6 separate regions of the Mus musculus genome follow, and regions 2, 3, 4, 5 and 6 are each linked to region 1. Evidence: chromatin contacts called from public ChIA-PET and Hi-C data. All regions are on one chromosome and are shown on one strand. The core of a region is the stretch at or near the end of the contact, and the rest is flanking DNA. Distances in the headings are between cores, read along the strand shown. Region 1 overlaps Gm36723 (a long non-coding RNA gene). Region 2 overlaps Kidins220 (kinase D-interacting substrate 220). Region 3 has its middle 110 kb from the start of Gm29835. Region 4 overlaps Kidins220 (kinase D-interacting substrate 220). Region 5 overlaps Gm36287 (a long non-coding RNA gene). Region 6 has its middle 230 kb from the start of Gm36886.

What was found. A called contact is a pair of places that touch in the nucleus more often than the background predicts. ChIA-PET counts read pairs in DNA pulled down with a chosen protein or histone mark.
Region 2: an RNA polymerase II ChIA-PET map of memory CD8 T cells shows a contact between it and region 1, with 19 read pairs. The contact joins two enhancer-like sites. A contact is called at or near these places in 1 of 15 datasets of contacts at CTCF or cohesin (large pre-B cells), 1 of 484 Hi-C or Micro-C datasets (cranial neural crest) and 1 of 115 datasets of contacts at active chromatin or transcription factors (memory CD8 T cells).
Region 3: a contact with region 1 is called in an RNA polymerase II ChIA-PET map of memory CD8 T cells, with 5 times the contacts expected there. The contact joins two enhancer-like sites. A contact is called at or near these places in 1 of 484 Hi-C or Micro-C datasets (embryonic fibroblasts) and 3 of 115 datasets of contacts at active chromatin or transcription factors (CD8 T cells, effector CD8 T cells and memory CD8 T cells).
Region 4: a Hi-C map of uterus shows a contact between it and region 1, with 4 times the contacts expected there. The contact joins two enhancer-like sites. A contact is called at or near these places in 1 of 15 datasets of contacts at CTCF or cohesin (large pre-B cells) and 5 of 484 Hi-C or Micro-C datasets (cranial neural crest, embryonic stem cells, group 2 innate lymphoid cells and 1 more).
Region 5: a contact with region 1 is called in a Hi-C map of natural killer cells, with 4 times the contacts expected there. The contact joins two enhancer-like sites. A contact is called at or near these places in 1 of 484 Hi-C or Micro-C datasets (natural killer cells) and 1 of 115 datasets of contacts at active chromatin or transcription factors (memory CD8 T cells).
Region 6: a contact with region 1 is called in an RNA polymerase II ChIA-PET map of memory CD8 T cells, with 8 read pairs. The contact joins two enhancer-like sites. A contact is called at or near these places in 1 of 484 Hi-C or Micro-C datasets (pro-B cells) and 2 of 115 datasets of contacts at active chromatin or transcription factors (effector CD8 T cells and memory CD8 T cells).

The regions. Positions count from the first base shown.
Region 1 is chr12:25,436,403-25,440,796 of GRCm38.p6, reverse strand. All of the region lies in intron 9 of Gm36723 (a long non-coding RNA gene), which reads right to left. Among named protein-coding and RNA genes, the nearest start is that of Gm36886, 36 kb to the left of the region's middle. Within about 2 kb of position 2,251, at least 88 of the 459 cell types and tissues checked have an H3K27ac peak or open chromatin away from gene starts, as enhancers often do. A contact at or near this core is called in CD8 T cells, memory CD8 T cells, natural killer cells and 1 more, where this site is marked.
Region 2 is chr12:25,010,750-25,015,143 of GRCm38.p6, reverse strand. Kidins220 (kinase D-interacting substrate 220) reads right to left here. Exons shown (of 32, transcript NM_001081378.1): 19 at 4,006-4,249; 20 at 3,556-3,644; 21 at 1,703-1,847. Among named protein-coding and RNA genes, the nearest start is that of Gm36236, 37 kb to the right of the region's middle. Within about 2 kb of position 1,808, at least 89 of the 459 cell types and tissues checked have an H3K27ac peak or open chromatin away from gene starts, as enhancers often do. A contact at or near this core is called in memory CD8 T cells, where this site is marked.
Region 3 is chr12:25,861,948-25,866,341 of GRCm38.p6, reverse strand. No RefSeq gene overlaps it. Among named protein-coding and RNA genes, the nearest start is that of Gm29835, 110 kb to the left of the region's middle. Within about 2 kb of position 2,026, at least 27 of the 459 cell types and tissues checked have an H3K27ac peak or open chromatin away from gene starts, as enhancers often do. A contact at or near this core is called in CD8 T cells and memory CD8 T cells, where this site is marked.
Region 4 is chr12:25,032,772-25,037,165 of GRCm38.p6, reverse strand. Kidins220 (kinase D-interacting substrate 220) reads right to left here. Exons shown (of 32, transcript NM_001081378.1): 23 at 534-712. Among named protein-coding and RNA genes, the nearest start is that of Gm36236, 59 kb to the right of the region's middle. Within about 2 kb of position 2,620, at least 70 of the 459 cell types and tissues checked have an H3K27ac peak or open chromatin away from gene starts, as enhancers often do. A contact at or near this core is called in uterus, where this site is marked.
Region 5 is chr12:25,153,226-25,157,619 of GRCm38.p6, reverse strand. All of the region lies in intron 4 of Gm36287 (a long non-coding RNA gene), which reads right to left. Among named protein-coding and RNA genes, the nearest start is that of Gm36287, 16 kb to the right of the region's middle. Within about 2 kb of position 2,044, at least 60 of the 459 cell types and tissues checked have an H3K27ac peak or open chromatin away from gene starts, as enhancers often do. A contact at or near this core is called in memory CD8 T cells and natural killer cells, where this site is marked.
Region 6 is chr12:25,700,028-25,704,421 of GRCm38.p6, reverse strand. No RefSeq gene overlaps it. Among named protein-coding and RNA genes, the nearest start is that of Gm36886, 230 kb to the right of the region's middle. Within about 2 kb of position 2,006, at least 32 of the 459 cell types and tissues checked have an H3K27ac peak or open chromatin away from gene starts, as enhancers often do. A contact at or near this core is called in memory CD8 T cells, where this site is marked.

The DNA of each region.
Region 1 (4,394 bases), core at 1,002-3,501:
ACTGATGTTTAAACGTAAAAAAGAAAGTACTATATGCCATGTAGACATGAGGGAAAACACAGCCACCTGACCTCAGAAATGTTGGTCCACATGAGGCTGGCTTCCTGATGACAAAAGAAATCAGAGTTATAAATAGCTATTAGAAGGGCCTGGAGAGACAGCTTAGCAATTAAGAACACTCTGCTCTTGCAGAGGACCCGAGTTCAGTTCTCAGCACCCATGTTAGTTAGGCTGCTCACAATCTTTGTAACTTCAGTTCCAGGGCATCCAACACTTCCTTCCTTGAACATCTGCATACACATGCAACTACAAACACAGGCAGACATACATGCATATATGCATAATTAAAATTAAACCAAATCTTTAAAAAATAAACACCATTTAGGGATATTGATGGTGGAAGGCTATGAATAACATAGCAGAGACAGCTAGGCCTCAGCAATACGGTATGAGCAATACTAGCAGAGTATATAGAATAACACATCCTGTGAATAAAATATATGTTCACTGCTACTGCAGAGCAATGTATGTGGTAACTAGGTACCCAAGTACCTACTCCAGGTACACACACACACACACACACACACACACATACCTAGGCCTCAGCAGGATTTCATCTTCCATTTTCCCCATCCTTATCTGACCCCCAAGATTAACCATCACAACCATAGAGAACACATTAATTGGCATAGAAGCTGAACCATGTGACTGTGTTCTTCGTCTTCATCTGCTATGACAAAGTTTATTGCAAACGTCTCTCTAATGCAGTGGTTCTCAGCCTTCCTTTGCTGCAACCCACTAGTACACTTCCTCATGTTGAAGTGGCTCCCAACCATAAAATTATTTTGTTGCTACTCTATAACTGTAATTTTGCTTCTGTTGTGAATTGTAAATATCTGATATTCAGAATATCTGATATGTGAACCCTGCCAAAGGGTTCTTAACACATAGATTGAAAACTGCTACTCCAATATATCTCCGCTCACTTCTAAAGCAAAGAGATTGTTGGTGCCTCATGTAGGTGTCTCTGGGTGTGCCTTGTGTCGTCTCTTGTCCTGCATGGTACTGGGAATGTATGCCACTCATGGTTCTGCCTCTATGCCCATTAATGTATTCTTCATCGACTTTAAACCTACCTTCCTCCGACTTGTTTTGTAATATTCTTAGGCTTGGCAATGGTCCCATTGCATGGTGGGAGAGGACATTAAAAGTGTCTATACCACAGACTTACATGGAGCAAATGCAGTTGCCTTGTAGTAGAAAACTTCAGAGTATTAAGTTGCCACCTCCGCATGATTACAAATGAAACGCTTGCTCTGCTGTGATGACCTAACTGGTGTCAGGACTTTCCCCTAAGGGAGACTACTATCCTGAACTCATGTCAGTCCCTGAGGACATATAGTCATATGGAAATAGGAAGCCAGAAGAGATTTCTAATGCCTGTGGCCAAATCAGCTGTTTCTGTGCCCTCTGCACTCGCACCTGTCAGGCACCACCAGTCCCATGGAAAGTCCACCCTCGGACGATGCTCCCAGGGCTAGCATGAAAGGAAGGAAGGAAATCTTTCCCATCCCACCTGACAGGTGTCGGGTACAATGCATGCAAGATGACCCCCTTCTCTCTTCACTATGGAAAGGAACTCTCAAGTCCTGTGATGACAGGCACCCAGGGGTAACACTGCAGTACCCTTCTGAAATTGCTCATATATCCACCATGCTTGAAGGTAGGGTGTGGCCGTGAGTGCCAAGTCAATCAACTGAACACTTTCACCCCCACCCACCCACCCTATTGCTAGCTATTTTCAAAAGAGGAGTGCAGGTGCCCAACTTCCTGTGGCCGAAATGACTGGGTTGCTAGAGATGACTCAGTGACATGTGTCGTGGTTGTCTGACACAGCCGGTGTGCCTCAGAGCCCAGGAAAGGTCCCTGCCCACAAACTAGTCAGTCTGCAGCCAAACAGCCCTTGAGTTCCAGGCACCCGGTTCCAGTCCCCCCCACCCCGCACCCCCTCCTGGAGCCAAGATGGACTCTGTGCACAAAGCAGGTGTGGGAAGGGAGGGCAGGGAAGTAGGCCCCATTGTTTTTATAACAATCCCTTCTCATTTTCTATACTGCAGCCTTCAGTCCATTACAGGCAATTTCCTGGCATCACCCAAGCTTGAAAGGCCAGATCAAAAGTACAGGGTGTCCCAGCTGTGTGGGCCTCACTCAGACTGAACACTAACCACAACCCTTGCAGATAATTTATTCCACTGGAGACACCCTGTGCTTCCTCCCTGGGCGCCTGGCCCTCTGGTCTCCTCCACACTCCAATTGTGGAAGTACTCATCTCCCCTGTGACAAAAAAAAAAAAAAAAAAAAAAAAAAAAAAAAAAAAAAAAGGCTGCTCGGCTTTGGTTTCACACCTGCTGGGCTCACAGGATTTGAAGCCATAGTTGGGACATACAAAGGCTCAGAAAGCTGAATTTAGGTTAACAAACTGTGTTCGTTTTAGTATGTTAGAGGAACCTGAGAAGAGGATGTTGATGTTTGGTGCTCAGTAGGTGATCAAGGAATTAGAGCAGAGGCAGGAGCAGAACTTCATGAGGAGGGGTCAGGTGAGTTCTGGGATGGAACCAAAAAGCAGGAGGATAACTACTGCATAGAGAGATGACACAGGGCACAGATCAAGGACAATAGCCTCTAGATTCTTTAAACAACGTGTGTGTGTGTGTGTGTGTGTGTGTGTGTGTGTGTGTGTGTATGTGTTTGTGTTTGTGTTTCTTTCTGACTGTCTGTCCGAGTGTTCGTATTCACATGTGTATATATGAAGGTATACCTGTGTGTCTTAAGTGTGTGTGTGTGTGTGTGTGTGTGTGTGTGTGTGTGTGTGTGTGTCTTTCTGTCTGTCTGTCCGAGCGTGTGTATGCACATGTGTATATATGAAGGTACACCTGTGTGTACATGTATGTGGAAGCCAGAGGTCAACCTCATTCCTCAGGAGCTGTCCACATTGCAGTATGAGACAGAATCCCTCACTTCCTTGGGCCATTGCCAAGGCTAAGCAGACTGTCAAACGAGCCCCAGGATCTTCCTATTTCTGCCTCCTGGTGCTGGGAATGCAAGCCCAGCATTTTTCACTAGTTCCGGGCTGGAAACTCAGAGCCTCCTGATTCTTTGGCAAGCATTTTAACAACCTAGTTATCTTCTTAGCCAGGAAGAACTGTTACCAACCAAATAAGATAACCAGAGAGTAGAATGGACATTGGGAAACGGCTATGCCTGAAGGCTTTTATCTGATTTTATTCTGGTTCATTTTTATTCTATTGAGGTAGGGTCTCAAGTAGTCCAGGATGGCCTCAAACTTCTGGTCCTTTTGTCCCCACATTCTAAGTGCTAGGATTAGAGGCATAGGTTACCACAATTGCTCGTGAAGGTTGTGTTTAAAACCACAAATAATATAGCTGCAGGGTAAGGTAGTTTATTCCTGTAATCCCAGCATTGCGGAGGCTAAGGCATGAAGACAGAAAGATGGCTTCAGGTGTAATGTCAGCACGGGTGACATAACGAGTTCCAGGCAAGCCTGGACTGCACTGTGAGACCTTGCCAAGAGAGAAGGAGGAGGGAGGGAAAAAGGAAGAAAAGAAAGAGGAAAGGAAGAAAGGAATGAAGGGAGAGAGAGGAAAGTAAGGAAAATAAATCAACAAACAACAACAACAAAACAGGTCAAAGATGATAATTTTCGATCTGAGAATGTAGTTCAGTAATAGAATCCTTGCCTAGGTTATGTTAGGCTATGGAAGATGGAAAGGGTAGGGGGAGGGAGACAGTGGGAAGCTTTTTGTTTTTAACAACATTCTGAGCCTCAAGCTCTGTCACAAAGTCTGCCTCTCCAGAGAGAGTCAGATGCAAGCGCAAAGTTCAGCATTTGAGTTTGGGTTTGAGGTTTTAAGGAATTTGATTTTTGCCAGCTACAAGAGGAGCTGTAATCCATGAAATACAGCAGGTACCTCCTGGGCCTAGTTCTGCATGCCTGCTAACATTTAAAACTGCACTTGTGGTACATAAAAGATTTATAATGATCTCACTCACAAATATAAATTTTGCCCCACACAGCATAGAAAGACCTAGAAGCAGAAGCGGTGAGCAGCTGAATATGAGCCCAGGGCCATAAATCCGTAACACTTGCGGGTTTTTTGGTTTTTTTTCACAGCTCCATCATAAACGTGACCAATTTCAATTTAATTTATGGGATTTTACAGCTAGGTCTAAGAATGTCCTTTGGAAAGTTAAACTTTAGAAACAACAACATGTATTTGGGATTTCTAAGAAAAACATCTACCATGTCAGGTGACACTGATGGGACAGCCTTGGGCAGCCCCTGGTTATGCAAAGTGACTGGGGGAGGTCCCTAA
Region 2 (4,394 bases), core at 559-3,058, 430 kb after region 1:
CAATCTATTCCAGATGCTGAAGTGGGTACTGCGGTTAAGCAGATCAGACAAAGACCCTTGCATGAGGGTCTCCCCTTCCAGAGAACAGACAGACAAAGACAGTATGTGTCAGAAGACAGCTGTTCTATGGAGTAGGAGGAAACATGGAAGGAGGCGGCAGAATCGTTTCGTTTGAGATGCAGGAAGGTCTCATGGAAAAGCTTATAGGTAGGGAAACACCTAAAGAATTGAGAAAACCCACTGCTCAGAATCATGACAGGCCATGTTAATGAAAACTGGTCAAGATACAAAGTTGAGCTCCAAGAACTGTAGTCACGGGCAGCCTAATATTAAAGAGCAAGAGGACACAATGTGTTAACTAGCAACAGTTAGGAGGGAAACCATTGCTACAGCTGCTTGTGGCATCCAGATAAGGATGGAGCCCTGGCCCTGCACGCTCCCTGTAGGAGCCATTGGGGAACCTCAAGTGCAGTCTCCTCGCTGAAGCCCTGAGAAGGGTCTTGGGAAATCTGGGAGGACTGGAGGAAGAACAGCATGGGAGAGGGCAGTGTGCTCTACCAAGGAGCTTTGCTGAGAACAGAAGCAGGGCCAAGGCAGGGGCAGAGCCAGGAGGGGCAGAGCCAGGAGAAGTTCCAGGGAAAGGGAGGTGCTTGAGTGGGAGGGGTGCTATCTTACTTCCTGTTAAATTTCTACCATGCCCAGACCAACTCTGGGCATAAGAAGGATGATAAGACATATTGTCAAGTGAGAATGTCGGTGTTAGCAATAATATCAGGAAACAGTTCCTCTGTCGAACCAGCATTGGAAGATTGAAGTCTCATTTAAAGAGATTTATAACTATAAAATGTTATCTTAGGTATGACCCCCACCTATAATACAGTTTACGTCAGGAGCCCTAAACTTAGTATAAAATGCAATTCCAATTGACAGAGTCAACACTAGGAAACACCAGAAGGTACCAAGCAATACCATGTAAGGAAAGACACACATTCTAGAAGTTAAAATGCAAGTGTGTCTATGACTGCTCTCATGCTAATTAGCCTTAACATACAGAAGAGCAGCGTCCACACAAAGAATTCAGTCATAGCAATAAGCTCCTTTTTGGGGAATGGGGCAGGCTTGGGAGGTTCGAGACAGGGTTTCTCTGTTTAGCTCTGGCTGACCTAGAGTTCACTCTGTAGACCAAGCTTGCCTTGAACCTGATCAAAGATATGCCTGTCTCTGCCTCCAGAGTGTTGAGATTAAAGATGTGGGCCACCACTGCCTAGCTAATAGTCTCCATTGTATTACAAATATTTTTATTCAAATTATCATAGAAAAACTGAAATAATATGGCAGTATATAAAAATCTGAATTTCAGCACAAATATTAATGTGCTCAGTTATATAAATTATATAAATTTAGCCTAAATATAAAGTAAAAGAACTTTAAAATGATGAACTTTTAAGATAAATTCCCAAGTGATATCAGATTGTCAAGTACTATTACAAAAAAGTTACTACTATCATCTACCACTACCAACACAGCTCACACTCAAAGTGCTCTGTTAACGTTAAAACTTATGGTGAGTCTGGGGGTGCAACTCAATAGCACAACATTCACAGAGCTTGCACAAGCCCTGAGTTCAATGCCTACTATCTCAAAACAATATAAACAAAATAAAACTTATTATCTGTCACAGAACTTGAAAAACAAAAGTCACCTGTCACCGAAACAATATTGAGTAACCGTCTCATGGTTTGTGGACTGATGTCACTGAACCAATCCTCAGTAACCAGCAGCTTTGTGAGATCAAAGGACATCTGCCTCGTGATGGTTCTCTGCATCTGCCTTCTGCGGTAAGTATCCTGAAACAACAGCACCAGTGAGAAACACCCATCCTTGAGAGTTAACATGCACGCTTATGGTAAGACCAACAAAACAGACTGCAGAGCCAACTCAGTGGGTAAGAAAAGCAGAATTCACAATATTAACCAAAGAGAAAGATTGCAGGCTAGTCAAGTACAGTCACTTCTGAGGCACTTTCCAGAGCAATGACTCAGTAGAGTTGGCAGGCAGGCATCCCATGTGTTAGAGAAAACGTAATGTCTCAGATAAGAAGTGCACAGAACTCTGTAAAGAAAATCACGGTCAAGCTCCATAAAGCCTCGTACTAGGAGCCATAAAACAATAAAGCAGGTAAGTTCCTTCATGGTTCTAGGGATTCAGCATCTCTATTTTTAGGGTGTTTTAAAGTGTAACACGATTTTATCCCAGGCACAGCCACTCTTAACTTCCCTGGCATTTCCTCAAAGAGTTGAAGGCACCCTGTAGAGTGGGCTGGAGTGGCTAAGGTATCCCACTCCTAAGAGAAGAACACTCCCCCGAGTCCTGACGCATGGGAAAGGTAGATGAAACCATAGGTCCCCAAGAACCTGGGCTGCCAAGAGAGAAATCCAACATGCAGCATCACACACCCCCCTGACCTTGGCGCTATCATTTGTCACTCATATTATCTCTGAATTCATATCCTGCAAAGCATGTGGGCACAAAGCCAAAGACACAAGGTTTAAAAAGTAATGCCCCCCCCCCAAAAAAAAAGCTGGGCGTGGTGGTGCACACCTTTAATCCCAGCACTCAGGAGGTGGATTTCTGAGTTTGAGGCCAGCCTGATCTACAAAGTGAGTTCCAGGACAGCCAGGGCTATACAGAGAAACCCTGTCCCGAAAAACCAAAACCAAAACCAAAACCAAAACAAAACCAAAGTAATGTCCAGATGGTAGCAAACAAGAAAACAGGCAATGCCAGTATGAGCCCACGTCAGCCATCCGTAAGTGACATTATCAGCAAAGCTCCCCTGCCTGTGGACACCTTCCCACTTTACAAGCCTAAATAAATACACCTGGTTTTGCTCTACAAATAAGATGGGTGGACAGAGAGACTGAAGCACTGAACCAGAAACCCAGGGAGACTGGGAAGGGCCCTGAATCACACCTGGGCGTGGAGACTACAATCCAGACCTTGTAAACATTGGGCAAAGAGAAAGAACCTAAAGAGATTAAAAAAAAAAAAAAAAAGTAGGGCCGGCACCTGCTCAGGAACGAACGTGAGGCCACGATCATTTGCTGGCTAGGAAATCTTACTACTTAGGTGCAGAGTCAGCAGTGATCTGGGAAGAGGCTGCGGGGTGGGGGCCTCCTCCCTGATGAAGGTCTTTACCCTCCAGGCAGCTCTGAGGCAGCTGACGCTGAAAGGGAGCTCCGCACCGACCTCAAGAGCTTAGCTTCGTGTTTGCCTTTACAGGAGAACACTAGGCGTTGATTACAGAGAACACTAGGCGTTTACAGAGTACACTAGGCGTTGTTTACAGAGAACACTAGGCATTGTTTACAGAAGAACACTAGGTGCCACAAACTTAATTTTATTTGAATGACTGCTAAAAAAATAAAAATCAGAGTCAGGATATAGCTAAGTGGCAGAATACTTGCCTAGCATGCGGAAGGCTTTGAAAGGCTCAACCCCAACACTCTAAGGAAAATTCAATCACACCATTAAACGGCAGGAATGGCACCTTACCCTTCTGTTGAGGGCCGTTTTGCTACCAAGCTTTGTCATCTCCCCAAGGCTGTTCTGTGAAACTCTTCTGTCAGCATCCTCCTGCACTCCTGGAAGAAAGCATTGGGACAGCACTGTGGTGGTTAAAATGAGTTTCTCCCAGAGCCTCCTGTGTCTGAACACTGGGCCCCACTTGAGGCTGCTGCTTGGGAGGCTTAGGGGATGAGGCTTGCTGCAGGAAGTGTGTCCCTGGAGATGCCTTTTGAGAGTTTGAAGATGTATGCCTTTGTGTTTGCTCTCCGTTTCCTACTTGCAGTGTAAGATGGGAACTCTCAGCTTGCTACTCCAGCCCCACTGCCACGCTTCCCGCCATAACGGTGCTGAATTCTTATCCCTTTGGAGCATAGCTAAATAAACCCCTCCTTCTACAAGCTGCCTTCAAGCTTGAGCACTCTAGGGCTTGATACTTACCTGTTGCTTCTGAGCACGAAATGTCCCCATTTGTTGCTGAAGTTACAAGAAATTTTCTTGCATTGCTAAGCCCACGACTATTAAGGAAAACTGGTAAATGAACTATATTGCGCATATAGTCATGTCCATTTATATTTGAATCACGAAGCACACTATTCAGGTTCTGGTTGATGGCCTTTATAATAATATGTGGATCACTTGCAAAAATGGCAATAAAAGGGCCCTTTGAAAACAGAACTCGGACCTGTGGTAAAAGAAAGGTATGGACGTGATGCGAATTTTTAAATTATACAAGAAATATCTTTTTTAAAATATGTACTATCCTTTGGTGCTATATTTTTAATATCATTCATTTTTTCATCAAAATTTATTCTCTATATATACAACTT
Region 3 (4,394 bases), core at 777-3,276, 430 kb before region 1:
TCACATGCACTGAGGCTATTGGCCAAGAAATATTCCAAGTACTGATAGTCCCTGAAGGGGGAATTCAAACTCTACCCTGTGATTGCCATTTGTGTGAGACAAGACTCAAATTTAGACCAATGGAGAAAGAGTTAACTGAGTGTTGGCCCATCTGTTGATCTACTTAGCTGTGTATTAGAAATATTGCTGACAATAACCACAGAATGGAGACACATCAAATCGTTTGGTGAAGTTAACACTGACTCATGGGCCAAAGATAGTTCAAAGACTGTATTTGTCTACGTCTTTGAATTTTTTATACTAAGCAAGTCTTGCTTTTATGAACTGAAAAACAATCAGACTTAGGAATGACATGAACTGCTTCAGAGGAGAGCATGCAAGGTTTGGTCTAGAAAGACCCAGAACAGTGTTGTTCTGAGTCTCTGTCACCTGTTGGGCGATGTTGGTCTTCTGCAGTATGCATTCTTATATCTCTTAAACAGCGCAGGTATTTACAGGGGTGCAGTGAAGACTGGAATTTAACGTTTCTCATGCATAACTCAAGCTCATTTTCATCACCCACAATCCATCTAAATGGTACCCAGCAATGTGATAGAAGACCCGAGTAAATTCTTGTTCAGCTTCATTAACTCCATGAGAAAGCCTCTATGTGTATCCCCCACCTGGTGTGGGTCAAGTCAATAGAAGGCTGCCCAGCCTTTTGAACAAAGATATGCTCCCGTGTGCACTCTTGGGATTCTCCCATGCATCTGTTAGAAAGGATGGGGAGTATAAGTCTGCCAAAAACCTCACCATCTACAGTACCAACCTGAGTTACTCAGAAAAAAATTTAAAGTGGATAGTGTTTGTAAGCTCACCCCCACCTGGAGTCCCCCGGGGGCACTGAGTTGGAGAAGTGGGGCTGAGCTGTAAGAGCAAGACTGAGAATCATGGCAGCCCCTCTGACTGCATACCACACAGCGACTCCCCAGGATGCAAAGGCAGCAACCAAACAGCACAAATTGGAAAGAGGAAAAAAAGTGTGAAATCTGCTCTGGGCCATCAGAGGAGGCTGATGTAATCCGGGTTGACTCCAGGGACAGTAATGGTGCCAGCTATGGAGGCCACATGGCTTCTAATGAGGCCAGGCCCAGTTGCAGCTCAGAAGAGTGGGTGAGCAAGCCAAATCTCACCCAAGGACAGAAGCAGCCCTGACAGCTGGTGAGTGAATTAACTTCAGGCAAACCAAGTGGACCCAGGTGGTGGGACATTTCGAATCTTTCCCTTCTGGTGGAAACAGAACAAAACATTGCATGGAACACAGCCACCATGGCCTTTTTTAAAATTTTTCCTTTGATTTCTTCTGACAGATTTCTTGGAGGAGGGGGCAAATAAGAGGGAATAGCTCTAAGACCCACCCGGACAGACATCAGTGACATGGCAGTGCTAAAGGTTGCTTAGAAAGGGCTATTTGAGAGATGGAGCATCCCTACTGAGTGAGATCAAGGCAGTGTCCAACATGGTTGAAGGACACCTTGTCAGATGACTTAACTCTTGAGGAGAAGGACCGCCATGGATGGTAATCAGTGCTCCTAAATTGCTGACCCCAGGCATTTGCACAGACGACTTTTTTCCCCTCCATTTTCATAACTAAATGGCTGTCTTCCCTCCCTGAGCTTCTCACCCTAGAAGTGCCCTGCAGGGGCTGCCATTCTTAAGTTGGGTAGACACCTACTTCCTACAGAATTCAGCCAATAGGCTGAGCCTGGTAGTTTGAAAGCCATCCTGCCACCTGGTGGTTGTATCCCTAAATTGCAAGGGCAGGTCTCTAAAGACGTGAATTTATAAAATAAAAAACATTAAACCATTTTGACAAATGTCAGAGAGACATGAGCATTTCAAAAGGATGGGCAAAATAAAAAATAAGCATATGTTGTGAAAGAAAATAGCCTCACTGATGAGAAAGAGACCAAATCAAACGTGAGTGGGCAGACAGGAAACACAGAAAGCGAACACAGCACTGGGTGTGGGCAAGAGACACCCAGCCCCCCTGATTCTGGTTATTCCAGGAAGATCTGTCACATTGCCGAGGCTGAGGTTAGCATGGTTCCTACACAGCCTGAGGAGGCAAAAGGTTATGACAGCATTTTGGGCCTCTGCATGATAGATAGTACAGAGACCTCTTTATTAGAATGTCAGTACGCCTAGTTTCCTTTTATTTCTTTATCTCACATTTATTTGTTTATCTTTTTTTTCTGTCACCAGTTGTGCCCTGTGTTTAGATCACAGACTGCACATGCAAGTCAAAGTCACCAGGGAGAGGCAAAAGAAAACTAAGTGAGAAAATGCCCAGAGAATCCAGAGCAGCAACAGAGCAAGCCTAAGCTTCGATGAGAACAGGGATAGCCCAGCTCACTTCCAGGGCAGGTCTCACAGGAAGCAGCATCTTACCAACAGTGTCTTGATGGCGGCAAGGGGAGGGGAGGAATAACAGGATGGAACAGGAACATGGTGAGAAAGTGGGATGAGACATCGATTGTTAAAGCAGAGAGAATATAAAATAAAGGGAGTTAGAGCAGGGCAAACAGCAAAATAGAGTGGTGTACGCTTTTAGTGCCTGCATTTGTCAGGCAGAGGCAGGAGAAACTCTGAGTTTGACGAAAGCTTGGTGTCCATCACAAGTTTCAGAATGGGAAGAGTAAGCACTTAAAACTCCAGACTCCGGAAGGGGAGGCAAGTAGGCTGACCACTGGAGGTCACTGGTCGGCCATCCTAGTCTACTTGGCAGGCTGTGAGAGACCCTGTCCCAAAACAGTCAGGGGTCAGGAATTAGAGGACACTTGATAAAGGACACAACTCACTCACATGAAAACACATGCACACGTACACACATGAGAAGGGGTCCATCCTTGAAAATGCCAGAAAGAAAATATTTCACGTAGAGAGGGGGCTGAGGCCTGCAAAGGCTCACAGTAACCAAAGGACACAGGGACTTTGAAGTTCACCCTGACAAATCTGGAATCTCACTGGAGAATTTTAAACAAGAGAGCATCAGCTACCTGGAACACACAGATAACGACTGTAAAGATCACTCCTGGGGCCCTGAGAATTTCAGAGGCTCTGACTGTAAAACCCAGAGAGGCCTTCTGAAAAGCCACTGTGGCTCTTCAGGAGGAAGGCATCTCCAGAGCTCTTCAATGCCAGGCATCTACCATTGGTTTGGGGCATTTAGCTAACATATGCAGGTCATGTGAGGGGTTCCCATGGTACACACAAATGCTGGTGAAAACCTGAAGTTGACTTTCTGACTTCCTGGTGACCATTTTAGCACCATCACAATGAAAAGACACAATGCAATCCATTTGGGGATAATCACTATAGAGTGTTTTAATCCCCTAGGCATGAGGTCTGTGGTTGCCCATCACAGATTTCAACTCCTATTTTTTTCTCTTATCTCTGTTCTCCCTCCCACTTCTCAGCTTCAAGATGCCTGTCTCCTCTTTTGCTCTGTTTAGAGACAGTCTTTAGAGTAAGACCTAAGGAGGCTTGATCTGGTATTATACAGACTCTTCCAAGGGAGTCAGCTAAACAGGGAACCTGTAAACCATGCATGAGCACTGTGGCAAAGATGGCCTCACTTCTGACTCGGATCTCCAGGTTGGTCTGAGAACATATCATTTTACTTGGCTGGTTTCCAGAAAATTATTTACCTATGCTTATTTATGTGTCAGCCCATGAAGCTGGCAAACCACAAAGAAAGCCTCTTTTCCCCCACATACTAGCCAGCATTTCTGGTGTGAACCTCAGAAGAAGTGGGCAGTCTCTTCTTAAAGAACTTGAAGACCTTGACATTTTTCCAGCATAGGAATTTGAGGTCTGCCATTGACGAGAGAAAAAAAAAAAAAAGCGCTTCCAACTAGTGGTAAGAGTAAAAGTGTGTATGCCCCTCCTTAGAATTGGGAACAAAACACCCATGGAAGGAGTTACAGAGACAAAGTTTGGAGCTGAGATGAAAGGATGGACCATGTAGAGACTGCCATATCCAGGGATCCACCCCATAATCAGCATCCAAACGCTGACACCATTGCAAACACTAGCAAGATTTTATTGAAAGGACCCAGATGTAGCTGTCTCTTGTGAGACTATGCCGGGGCCTAGCAAACACAGAAGTGGATGCTCACAGTCAGCTAATGGATGGATCACAGGGCTCCCAATGGAGGAGCTAGAGAAAGTACCCAAGGAGCTAAAGGGATCTGCAACCCTATAGGTGGAACAACATTATGAACTAACCAGTACCCCGGAGCTCTTGACTCTAGCTGCATATGTATCAAAAGATGGCCTAGTCGGCCATCACTGGAAAGAGTGACCCATTGGACATGCAAACTTTATATGCCCCAGTACAGGGGAACGCCAGG
Region 4 (4,394 bases), core at 1,371-3,870, 400 kb after region 1:
ATATTCAAGCCCTGGTTAAAAACTTAAGATGAAAGTAAAGTTTTATTTTTGTTTTCTGCTCAACTTGGATGTCCCTATTAGAACAGAAGATGAAAGAGTGACAATTACAACATGTGGCATCTGAGCGTCAAGACTATATGTGAAAGAACAGAAGTTCAGGGTTCCAAAGGGAGAACTGAGTTGGTGAGCAAGCACAAGGACACAGTAGAGTAAATAGCTGACACTCTGAGAGGTCAACAGCCCAGTCCTACTCTAACTAATTTCTCTGTGGATGCTCCATTCAAATTTCTTAATTTTTCATAAAGCAAGATAAAAATTAGATAGCTAAGTAAGATAACAACAGAAAGAAAAAAACAAAAAGAAAGAAAGAAAGAAAGAAAGAAAGAAAGAAAGAAAGAAAGAAAGAAAGAAAGAAAGAAAGAAGGAAAGAAGGAAAGAAGGAAAGAGGTGAGAGGGGGAGAGAAGAGAAGGAACAGAACATGAAAAAAAATTGAGGACTTTTAAGAAAAAAAAAGCTGTACTACAATACCCACCTGCAATGATCTCCCGTAGTTTGGGATCCAGGTTTACCGTGCATGGCAAAAAGGTCTTTACATCTCGAGCCACAAGAACTGGAGTCCTTGAAGACAAAAACACTTCAAAATTTCTTATATCTCCATCAATTTCAAGAAGTGGCTCAACATCTTTAGTTGTTGGGATATTCTTTGATATTCTTCAAAAAGAAAGAAATGAAAAATCCATTAATGCTGCTATCAAATTCTTCATTCTTAAACCTTGTTGCTTCTGTCCACAAGGAGCACATTACACACTGGCTCTCATTTCAAAAATATCCTTCAAAGAACCTAAAAGAGGGAAATAATAATACAGTCCCAAGACGACTAAGGTGACAGTGAGGAAGTCAGAACTGCACTGATGGGTGTGGACTAGAGAGACAATGAGAAAGAGGAAGACACACCAGGTACACCACAGCCAACTGCTCCTGCTCGCTGACTGAACTGGGCTATGAGCGCACCCATATCACACAATGAGGGAGAGGCTGGTGCTGAGACCTGGGATTTTTCTTTTTTCTTTTTTAAAAATATTTTTATTAGGTATTTTCCTCATTTACATTTCCAATGCTATCCCAAAAGTCCCCCATACCCCCCCCCACTCCCCTACCCACCCACTCCCACTTTTTGGCCCTGGCGTTCCCCTGTACTGGGGCATATAAAGTTTGCATGTCCAATGGGCCTCTCTTTCCAGTGATGGCCGACTAGGCCATCTTTTGATACATATGCAGCTAGAGTCAAGAGCTCCGGGGTACTGGTTAGTTCATAATGTTGTTCCACCTATGGGGTTGCAGATCCCTTTAGCTCCTTGGGTATTTTCTCTAGCTCCTCCATTGGGGGCCCAACCTGGGATTTTTCAATGTGACACCGTGGCTCTTCCCCCCCCCTCCCCCAGGGAAAAAGCTTTTTAAATAAATCACACAAACTAAAAAAGTGTCAGCACAGGTTTTTTTTCCTTTATAAAAGGCTATTTTCTATTGTAAAACTAATATATGCTTATTGTATAATAGATATGATAAAACACAGAAGGTAGCCTGGAAAGGATAAGATTTAGTCAATCAAATATAGTAATATATTTGTACTCTTTTATTGTATGTATGTGTATGTATGTATGTATGTGTGTGTGTGTATATATATAAACTCATATTTATATGAGTTCAAACCATAAATAATTTTGAATCAATCAGAAATTCTCAAATGTAAAAATAAGTGAATTTTAGTCATTAAAAACACTTACTAGACAATGTTACAATGATCAATATGAAATTGTCTTGAAAGTAAACAAATGGCCAGAATGTTCCAGTTCTTCTGGGTTCTCCCTACTAACCACCAGGGAGTAAGTAAGCTGATCTGAGATGTGTGAGCGAATGCTCCAGAGATAAAGCAATGAAAACCACAACGGAGATGCTCAAACAGGTGGACAGGAGAATTGGGAGAAGGGCCAGTGTCCACTAAGTGATGGGTACAGAGTGGATGGAGGCTGATATCACAGAATACAACTGAACAGGAAAAGGGAGTAGACTGTGTTGAACTTGACAGGGGCAAACCTCATAATCAGCTATATTAAGTAAGGAATCTGGCCAGTGTGAAGGAAGCAGATCACAGTTCCCAGGGAACTTGGGGAGGTGAGGAGGAGAGTAACAGGACCACGATGAACCTGGAGGAAACCTGCCTAGTGGTGGCATGGCCACCTCTCTGACTGGGAGGACAGCTCTGCAGACCTAGGCAAACGCCAGCCATGAGACCGCACAGCCTCCGCACACGTTTCCTATGGTAACAGCATCTCTAGAAGCTCTCCTCACAGCACTGGCCAGTTACTCAAGAGCCTGTGCTCCTGGGTGGCACTAGGGCTCCATTTTAGGGGAAAGAACATTTGCCTGCTCTTCCCAAGTGAGATGGAACCCTAAGATTAGCAACAGCTGCATCTTTTCTTTGGGATCAGCACTTTATTGCTGAGACCCAGTACTTGGCTGGTAGCCAGATATTAAAAGTCATCTGAGGGAAGATCCAGAGAACAAAATTAGCAAACAAGGAAAGAATGGGTGCTCGTGAGAAAACAGGGCGAGCAGTTCTGTGTGAGTCTCACAGACTCCTGCTACAGACTCAAACATGCACACAGCACAAAGCTCTTTAAGATACCATTGCTTTCAATAAAGTAAAACAGCATCCTCACTGATTATTAAGTACATTTAATGAGTAATGAAAACCTGGAAAACGATCACATGGTATCATTTGCAAACGTAGAAAAAACACTAGAAATGAAACAGTTAAAAAGGCAGTTCATTTCTCAGAAGTGTAACACACAAAAAGAAGAGGCTAGGAAGATTTAGATAAAAACACACAGCTGACAAGTCACATGAAACAAATTAACCGAATCCTAATGCCAGCGTTGCTTTCAGCCTGAATGCGAACAGTGTTCTCAGCGTGGCGAACAATGCGGCTGTTCACAAGCCAAACGTCTACTGCTGCTCTCCAGATTGGAGTCTCTATTCTAACCTTTTGAGCTCAATGCATTAAGCCCTTCTGTTAAAAGAGACGTTTATGTAAATGATAATCTTTTGGCAGTGGGCCATCAAAATCATATGGGCTTTTATTTTTCAGATATTTTTTCCAAAGGTTAGCATTTAAAGAATTTAAATAACTTCACTTTTCAATTAAGAGCAAATTTAAATTTTCAGCACTAGGAATCATGTGAACTAAAGTTGCCAGCAGTTAAATGGCCCACAGAAAGCATTTTTACAGTACAGGCATCACTGAGCTCCCAGGAAGCTTGAGTGTAGTTTCTTTTGATGCCACTGATCGAACAGCACTTGTTAATGCCAACATCCATGTAAGTTAAAGCATTTTGATGATAAATGACAGTGCTTTATTATAGAAGACACAAATAAATTACTTGGCAGAATTTACATAAGTCATTCCTGTCAATTCTATTCAAAGTAAGGCTCAAAATTAAATGGAAAATTTTATATCTTAAAGGTCCATAATGTATAACTTATGAAACGGACATTATATTTTTTCTGAAGTTGGTCATCTAATAATGTGATTATCCAATAAAGAATTAAAATTAAGATTTACCCCCCCACCCCACTCCACCTCCCAATTTTCACTCACTGATGATCAAGCCCAGGGTTTCACGAATGCTAGGCAATCCAAACATCTTTATAAGCTCTCATCTGCCTTGGAACTGTATTACACTTGAGACAAACTTAACTTCCAGACGACCCTCACAATAATACAGACAGAAAGGCCCACTCAGTGCTGGGGATGTACCTTCATGAAAGGGTGCTTGCTTAGCACCCACAAAGCCCTAGGTTCAATCACTAGCAATGAAGGAAAAAACAACAAAAGCCACCCACTGTAATGCCAGAGTCAGAAACAAAAGATACCACACAACTCATTTTAAAAGTAATTTTAAATGACATAAATTATAGGTGTATATGCCTGAATGTTGATATATGTGCACATGAGTGCAAAAAATCATGGGACAGAAGTTTGTCAACTGCCATATGTGTGCTAGGAACTATACTTGAGTCCTCTGGCGTTCAGTACGTACTCTTAACTGTTGCACCATCTCTCTAGCCCCATAAAACTCATTTTTTTTTTTTACTACTAATATCTTTGGAAAGACAGACAAAACCCTAGACACTCTCTCCTCCTGTCTTCACCCACTTACTTCTCAGTCATCCTTTGCATTCAGCACAATTCTCTTGCTTAGGGAAGCCTACCTGAAGGACGCTCGTATTCCTCTATGACAGACCTAAGGTCCTTACTCTCCTGCACGCCAGATGTACACCTACTAGTGCAAGTATCTTCTTAAACATCTTACTCCCTCTCCAGACTGTCCCT
Region 5 (4,394 bases), core at 795-3,294, 280 kb after region 1:
ATGGACCTAGAGGAAGAAAAGTTGGGGAGGGGTGGTGGCCACTTACAGATCCCCAGACAGCCAGGCTCAGGAGCCTCTAGGTGTGAGTGTATGGCCCTGCCCTGGGTGGTCCTGTGGAAGCAGGCACCCAGTTTACACAGGCAGCTCTCCCTACACATCTGTATGAGGAAGTTGGGGTCAGAGCTCCAGACTCAAGTCCTTCTTGCTGAATTCCCCTACCAGACATTGTAGGAAAAGAGGAACCCTTATTCACCGGCCACCTGCACCAGCATTTCTGGGCTGGGCGGCAGTGGCAGAAACAGGTTGTCCTAGTTTTCCAGCATAGAACCTCACGCACAGTTCCTCTTCTGGGCCTCGGCCTGCTGCTGAAGCCTCAGGGAGGGTGCAGGAACTTCCTACAGGCTGGATTTTAGGTCATATCTCACAGGTTACCCTTGTCAATGCCCTCTGCAGCTTTCTCTACTTCCCCCAATCCCTCAATATTTAAGTCCCACTCAGCACCAGTCATGTGTGACCCCGGCTTATCTTTCCTCCAAAACCTACTGCTCTCTGCACCCACCCTTCCATCCCCCAGTTCCCATTGGCCAAGACACCTGTCCTCCAGCATGCGACCAGAAAACTTTCCATTTCAGCTTTGTGGTTCTAGGGATGGGACATTGCACTTGGGTCGTGCTGGGAAAAATACTTGACCCATGAACTAACTACATCCCTACGCCTCAATTGTCCCTTTTTGTTTAAGTCTAGATCACTGCTTAAGACTGCTCATCACTTCTGGGCCTTGACAGAATCTTTCTCCCCAGGACCACCCAACGCCAGCAGCCCAGCGCCTGCCCTCCCTCTGTGGCTGCCTCTAATGCCACCAAAGCTACAGAGCCTTCAGGTACATCAGTAATGCTTAACCCTCGAGGAGGTCATGGGTTGGAGACTTTTCATGAACAAAGTGTATGATATATGAATGTCTCTCACTAAACTGCTTTTTTTTCCTTTTCTTTCTTTTTAATTAATTAATTTATTTATTTATTTATCTTTGATACATTTTCGTGTAGTTCATGCTGGTCTATTAATCTGATGTCACTGAGGGTGACGGGTATCTAGATAATCCTGTTATCTCCCACCTCCCAAGTGCTGGGCTGAGAGGTCTGTGCTACAGCACACCTGGTTTCTGTGAGCCTGACTGTGTGCACGCTAGGCAAGCACTTGACCTACTAAGCTCTATCCCCAGTCCTGAGAATTTCTAAACGGAGACAACACTGACTGCTGAGCTATTAGGAGGTAGTGAGTCCTCGCAGGGCTTCAAAGAGCTTCCAGAATCTTCTAGACCTGACATGTCTCTGCATTTTCCCTTTATAATAACCCTGCAGGGCGAAATGTACATGTATATATCCTTGTTCATTTTACAAGACACACAGTCACTGTTTCGAGGACGGTGTAAAGGCAGAAGGTCAAACCTGAGATGATATGACAGACACGATGAACTCACTGAGGGGAACAAGCCGCACAAACAAACTAAAGGACACCCAGAATGGAGAAATACTGTGTCTGACCATGACAATTTGGGGGTAGTGAGAGATAACGACAGCCACACCTGCAGGCAGGGGACAGGACTGGGGTTGGGTAGATGAATGTTCAAGAGGCCTTTGGGATTATAACTTCCCTGATCTGTCTGGGAGGAAAGAGACTGATGGGGCAATGGTGCCACGCCCCCTCCACGGGCAGAGCACTGAAGACATCTCATTTGTAGCAGAAGCAGGAGCATGCGGGGAGGAGGGAGAAGCTTGGTGGGGCTGCAGACCTGTGAAAGCTTGGGTTTTCTGGGGCCTTTTGCAGTTTGTTTTAGGATCCTTTTTTTAATATCATTATTCAAACCGCTAAAAACATCTGAACTTTCCACCCCAAAGCTGACTCAAGGCACCTCACGGTGATGTCACTACGAGTGAATTCAAGTTGTTGACATTTGAGAAGCCACCGTGTTCTGACACTGAGGAAAAGGTCACTGCGTGAAGGGTGTCCTGTGAACCATGAGTATGCACGGAATTGTGCTCACAGTGATGCCCACAAGCTCAGACAGATGTCTCATGTAGCCACACCCCTTCCTCTAGCACTGTCCTAGCATGAAGCCTCGCCTTCAGCTCACCGTAAAGGAGGGCTAACGTGAGAAGGGTGCTCTCAGAAGGGCCCACCATCTCTCCCTGAGGAGAAACTCACTTAGTCTTGAGCAAGGGGAGACTGGGGTCTACGGCACTGAACAACCACAAGTGCATGTCTAGGAGTGAACCTCAGACCTGGAGCCAGAAGCCAGACCTGGGCACACAGCAAAGAGGCCTCCAGTTAATTCTCTTCATGCTGACGCTGCCTGATGGAATGAGAGCTATGAAGGTCATGGTGGGGAAGGGGCTGAAGGGCCTGGGGTCCAACAGACCCTGCTTGAGTGGACTGGGAGGTAGAAAGAATGGACAACACTTCCACACAAAAAGCAGAGGAGTGGGAGGGCCCATCTCTGGGGCAGCCAGGTGTATTCACAAGCCAGAAATGGGAACAATTTAGACTAACCCAGGCATGGGCCAGGTATGAATTCAAACCTTGAGACAACACTGTATTTGGAACTAGCTTGCTACTAAGCCCAAAGGCTGGAGTTTGGGGGCTCAAAAAATCTCCATGTCTACACGGGGGCGAAAAATGAGACTTGAGTTTAGATCCGGCTCAATCTAAATCTTTAATTCAGAACCTGCTATGGGGACTTCATGAGGCTCACCGAGGACTTTACATCAGAGTGTGAAGGCCCCTTACCTCCCCAGGACTCATGTCCCCCACAACATAGTCCCCTCCCCAGCCAAGAGGGCAGGAATCGTGCACAGAGAAACTCACCTTCCTTGCACTGTGCAAATTACAGCTACACCATCCAATGACAGCATTTTACCTCAAGTCCTGCTGGTCCAAGATGGCTACCCAGCCGGGCTACCTCTCTCTCCCATAGAAGTCTCCCTTAAGGCATCTGAAGAGGTCTCCTGACTTCAGTGGAAGAGTCATCAGAACTGCCAGCATGTGCCTAGTCCCTCAGGGCCTAGGTACAGCCCGATGGAGCTCCTATATCTTCTGCTCCCACCTAGACAAGGCATCCTGATTCATACTCTTTCCTTCCTTTCTCTTCTCTAATATTGACCCATTCCTTACGCTGAAAGCACCGTAACAAATACCAATTGGATAATGAAAGGGGTGAGCAACATGGAGTGCAAGCCTGTATGCAAATGTCACAATCAAACCATTATTCTGTATGCTACGCTACAAAGGAATTAAAACTGAATCAAAAGAATATAAATATGGGCCAAGGGCTCTGCACTGAATGCCCTGTGCCCCCTCTCTACAGTGCCCAGCACGGAATGGCAAATGTAAAGTCAGACCCTATAGATCAGGAAGATGGGAGTCAGGGGTCTCAGCAGGGGAAGCTTGTGAATGAGCTGCAGAGACCAGGTCTACCCGACTGCACTTTACCTTGGGACCCACCCTGAGCTGCCCACACAGCTGTTCTGTGCTTGGGCTTTGCCAGGAACTGACCCTCCAGCTTCTACACAGGTCCTCCGGAGGACTTCAAACAAAGAAACCTGGCAACCAAGTACCGTTGCAGAAGAACACTGGAAGTCACCACCACGCTTGCTGGATCCCTTTCTCTCAAAGACAGGTCGCTAGTTCTTTTATTGAACAACCCATGGTTCTGTGCTCTGGCCGTCCAGAGTGACCTGCATGACCATAGGGTAAATGAAGGCACAGAGGTCTCGTGAGCTGTCTGTCATCTAGCACTAAGATGTGATGTTGGAGCCAGGCAGTGGTGGCACATGCCTTTAATCCCAGCACTTGGGAGGCAGAGGCAGGCGGATTTCTGATATGATGTTGGGATCTAAATCCAGGCCACACATGTAGCTCCAAAGTCTACCCACCACAGCATTGGTCAGGAAGATGACTTTGAAATTCAGCCCTTAGTGGCTTCCTGGGTCATTAGGACTCACAGCCCAGAATGTAGCTAGTGATCAAGTGAACAGAGGAGAAATCTCAACTGGTTTGCTCTCACCTACTGATGCCCGTGGACTTCTGGGTCTCAAAGGACACAGAGGTATCAACAACCCAGAAGACCACAGAAAGAAGGTGCTGGAAGCCAAGAGCAGATGCCATGGGATGGACTCCTTGCCAAGAAGTGCCAGCAATGTGTAGTTAAAGAATTAAAGTCACGTGACCAAGCACTGAAAAAGAGCAGGTATCTTTTCAGCTGCCCTGTATTTAGCATTCAGCCCACCCCTCCTCCCCTCCCTCCCCCTTTCTCTGCCCTGCCTTGTGACAATTATAACAACCTATCCTAACTCTCGAGCTGTCTTCACACCACCTTTTGGGAAGGTTCCGGAGGA
Region 6 (4,394 bases), core at 757-3,256, 260 kb before region 1:
ACTGTCCTTTTCAACAGAATGCCTGCCAAGAAACCAGGTCTTCCAGATGACCATCCAATGCCCATGGTCAGGGGTTTCCATCACTTGAAATCCTACAAAAAGAAAAATCAAACTGAAAGCAAATGTCTACTTGAACTCATTCACTAGTGTTCACTAAATTATGACAAAATTTTCTTATCAAAAATTATTACAAATGAAAATGCCATTGTTTAACTGCTAAAACCAATTCTGTATGTGTATTTCTGCGTGAGAATGTGCAGTGGAGTACAGGAGCCCAGGAGCCCAGGAAAGGGTGACAGGTTATCTTGTAGGTGGGTGTAAGCTGCCTTGATATAGGTACTAAGAATCAAATAGCAGCCCCATGATTTTAAATTTTGAACAATAGCAAACTACAAAATAACACTTTCCCCATGACTTCAATCACATAAAAATCTTTTTTAGGTGAACCAAGAACAAGCTAAAATAGAAGGGAGGGGAATAGATAGATAGATAGATAGATAGATAGATAGATAGATAGATAGATAGATAGATAGAGAGACAGAGAGAGAGAGAGAGACAGAGAGAGACAGAGAGAGAGAGAGACAGAGAGAGAGAGAGAGAGCAAGCCTGTGTATGGTGAAACAAGAAAACATTTAACCCTTAAGAGCACTGTCTGACAACACCATCCCTTTTCAGTATATAAACAAGTCCATTCAGCATTCAGTTGTAGACAAAGTCATCAAATTTACTTGGAGCTGAGCAAGGGGTTTAAAAGGCTGAGAAACAAAGGGTGAAAAACATTGGAATCAGACATCAAGTTTCAGAATATAATACAGATGGCTTCATGGTTGAAGAACAGGAGTCTCTAGAAGTAACCAGAAGCCCACCTGGTGCCTTTTACAGGCATTGAGCCAGAATCATCCTACATGTTCATCAGAGCCACACAAAATTTAGTACGAAACAGAAAAAAAAAAAAAGCCCAATCATATGTTTCCATTGACTACTTAATATATCTATTGCTCAGCCGCTGCAAACTACATGGGGCTTTAAACATGCAGAGTGTAGAAATGACTTAAGAAGATGTGAAAGTATCTGAAGGTTTCTTGTGAGATCTGGATGAGGCTATTTGCATACGACAGCCAGAGCAAAACCACAGGAAGCTATCTCCACCTCGTTCACTCTTCCTTCCTTTTGCTCCAGCCCATCCATCCTTCTTCTCTCACCACCAGGGCCCCCTCCCAGTAAACTCCAAGCCACGTGACTGTTTTCAACATCTGCTTCCTTTCTTCTCTTTCATAGAAAGCACGCATGAATAATCAGACCGCTGCTGTTAATTGTAAAAATCATTAGTAAACTTCCAGGTGCTGTTTACTATATATGCATTGTAATTTTCTATCCTAAAACCAGCAACTCCCCCGCATCATTGTCTGCCCTGGGCGTGAGCACTCTGCAGCTTGGAGGCTGTCAAAGGCGGTTGCAGCCCCACTTGCAGGGACTGAAAGGGGTCGATCCACACCTGCAGTGTTTGAGGCAATAATTCCTAATATTAACCAGACCTCATGAGGAGCGGGCCCTTTTGCCAGCCTCCTCATGATCCGACACTTACAATCCACGTGAACTCTTTGAAATAAGCTAAGATTGGCCGGCCCCCTCCCTGAGTTCATTCTTCTCTCTCCCACCATGCCGCCCTATTGTCCAAGGGCTCTGGAATGAGACTCGCGGAAGATTAGAAAGGAAACCCAGACGGCATGCCAGTCTACTGCCTATGACAGAGGGGCCTGCGTCTTTTACACCACAGAGGCGGAGCAAGCCGGTGGACCCGAGAAAGCCACAAGGAAAGGAAAGGATGGTTTCTGGAGCTGCACCTGAGAAAGATCAGAGCTCAGAGGAAGTAACTCGCCCGAAGCCACACAAACACAGCCTAATGCTTTGGTTACACAAAACACACCGCAGCTTCCATCTGTTTCCTTGAAGGCACCTGTGGTTTTCCTTCCAGCATTTCAAGAGACAAGGAAACAAAGCTTGCATTTACATTTCCCAGGTACAACCAGGCACCCCGCGCACCTGCTGCTCCCTGTGGGCTTCCACACAGTCCTAGTTAGCTTCAACTGTCAAACTGACACAGCCTGGAGTCATCTGAAAGGAGAGCAGAACCAGGCTGACCAGCGGTTGTATCTGTTGGGCATTGCCTTTAGTGTTAAATGGTGGAGGAGGGCCCAGCATACTGTGGGGGACAGCTGGTCCTGAACTATACAAGAAAGCTAAGTATGGCTGGGCGGTGGTGGGGCACGCCTTTAATCCCAGCACTTGGGAGGCAGAGGCAGGTGGATTTCTGAGTTCGAGGCCAGCCTGGTCTACAGAGTGAGTTCAGCCAAAGTACACAGAGAAACCCTGTCTCAAAAAAAAAAAAAAAAGAAAAGAAAAGAAAAGAAAAGAAAAGAAAAGAAAAGAAAAGAAAAGAAAAGAAAAGAAGAAAGAAAGAAAGAAAGAAAGAAAGAAAGAAAGAAAGAAAGAAAGAAAGAGCGATCCAGCAAGCCACAGCCCTCCATAGCTTCTGCTTCAAGTTTCTGAATGAGCCCTTACCATGACTTCCTTCAGTGGGACTGTGATATTGAAATGTACACAAAATGAACAATTGCTTCTCTAAACCACTTTTGGTTATGGTGTTGCAACAACACAATAGAAATCAAGCAGGTGCTTACTCCGTTCCTGTAGGAGAAGCACTGACAACTTTCTGGGTCCTGTGAAGGAATGCACCTGGGTCCCCAAAGGCTACTCTTTGACCTAGAATGTGCTGCATTTTGTGAGTTTACACCATGGTCAGTTCCTACTGCTAGCTTGTCACTCGCTCATACACCTATGTCAAGGCTTCTTGACATGCCTTGAGAAAGACAGCTTTGAATACATGAGTGAATGAATTAAAACCTACCAAAATGATTTCTATTACCTATACCTCTCATAAATGTTAGCCCTAAGAAGTTCAACACCAAAGTTCAATGGCAACAGTGTGTTAGTCACTTTTCTGCTGCTGTGGTGAAACACTGTGATCAAGGCAACTTATAGAAGAAAGAGTTTATTTAGGCTCATGGTTCCAGGGGGTTTGAGTTCATAATGTTGGGGACAGAATGAAGGAGGTGGAAGGCACGGTGGCTTGAGTGACAAGCTGAGGGCACATGTCTTGTAACATAAGCAGTAAGCATAGATAATGACTGGAAATGACATGAGGCTTTAATCTCAAAGCCCACCTCCTGTGACATACTCCCTCTATTAAAGCACATGTCCTAAACCTTCCCAGACAGCTGCACCTTCTGGGAACCAAATGTTCAAACGAACAAGATGATGGGGGACATTCCTCACTGGAACACACATGGTAGGTGCAGGTGGATCTCGGGGTGGGTAGGGTGGGGGCGGAGAATGGGAGCAGCGTAAGGAGGTGGTGATCTTTCAGCAATTTCCATAAAGCTCGCACCTACCGCCCACTTCAGTGCACCATAGTGACAAAGTGACAGTGGCCTCTGCTGTAGTCTGAATGAGACACAGCCTCACAGGTCTCATGTGTTTCAACATTTGGCAGCTTGAGACACTGTTTGGGAAAGGGTATGGGACCAATAGGACGAACTTGCTGAAGAAGTATGTCACTGGGGACCGGTTCTGAACTTTGAAAGCCTGCCTCCACTTGTTGACAGATGCAATGGTAACCACTGTCTTCCTGTTTCTGCTGCCGGGCTCTGCCCCCAGCTAGTGCTATGCCCCACCGCCACCTATTGCCGTGTTCCTCACCACAGTGGACTCTCTCCATCTGAAACTCTAAGATTAAATAAACTCTTCTCCGTTTTGTCAGGTTATTATATCACAACCAGAAAAAGACACTAATACAACTAAGTGGCTTTTGATCATCTAGCTCTTCTGGAAAGTTTCATTTAAATGGCTTAGCCAACAAAAGTTCTGGTCTTCAAGCCTGATGACCCACGTTAGATCCCTAGAGTCTACATTGTGGAATAAGAGAATTGACTTCCTGTTAAGCTGTCCTGTAATCTCCACATGTGTACGATGGCATGCACACTCCACACACATGCACAATGCACATGTAGAAATAAAAATGTTTACTTAGACTATATGTGTGGTGTGCATGCATATATATGGATGTGGATATGCATATATAAAGTATAGAGTGGGATAAGAGTCTGAAAATTGCTGAAGGAAGACCCCAGACTCATATAGCATGCAAAAACAAAGGACATCTATTCTGCAGAAACGTCAAGCATGTGGGAATTGGCCATTTTTCAAAATGGCAACCCCAGACAAAGGAGCACAGGCCTTCTTCTAGGCATATATATATATATATATATATATATATATATATATATATGTGTGTGTGTGTGTGTGTGTGTGTGTGTGTATACATATACATATAT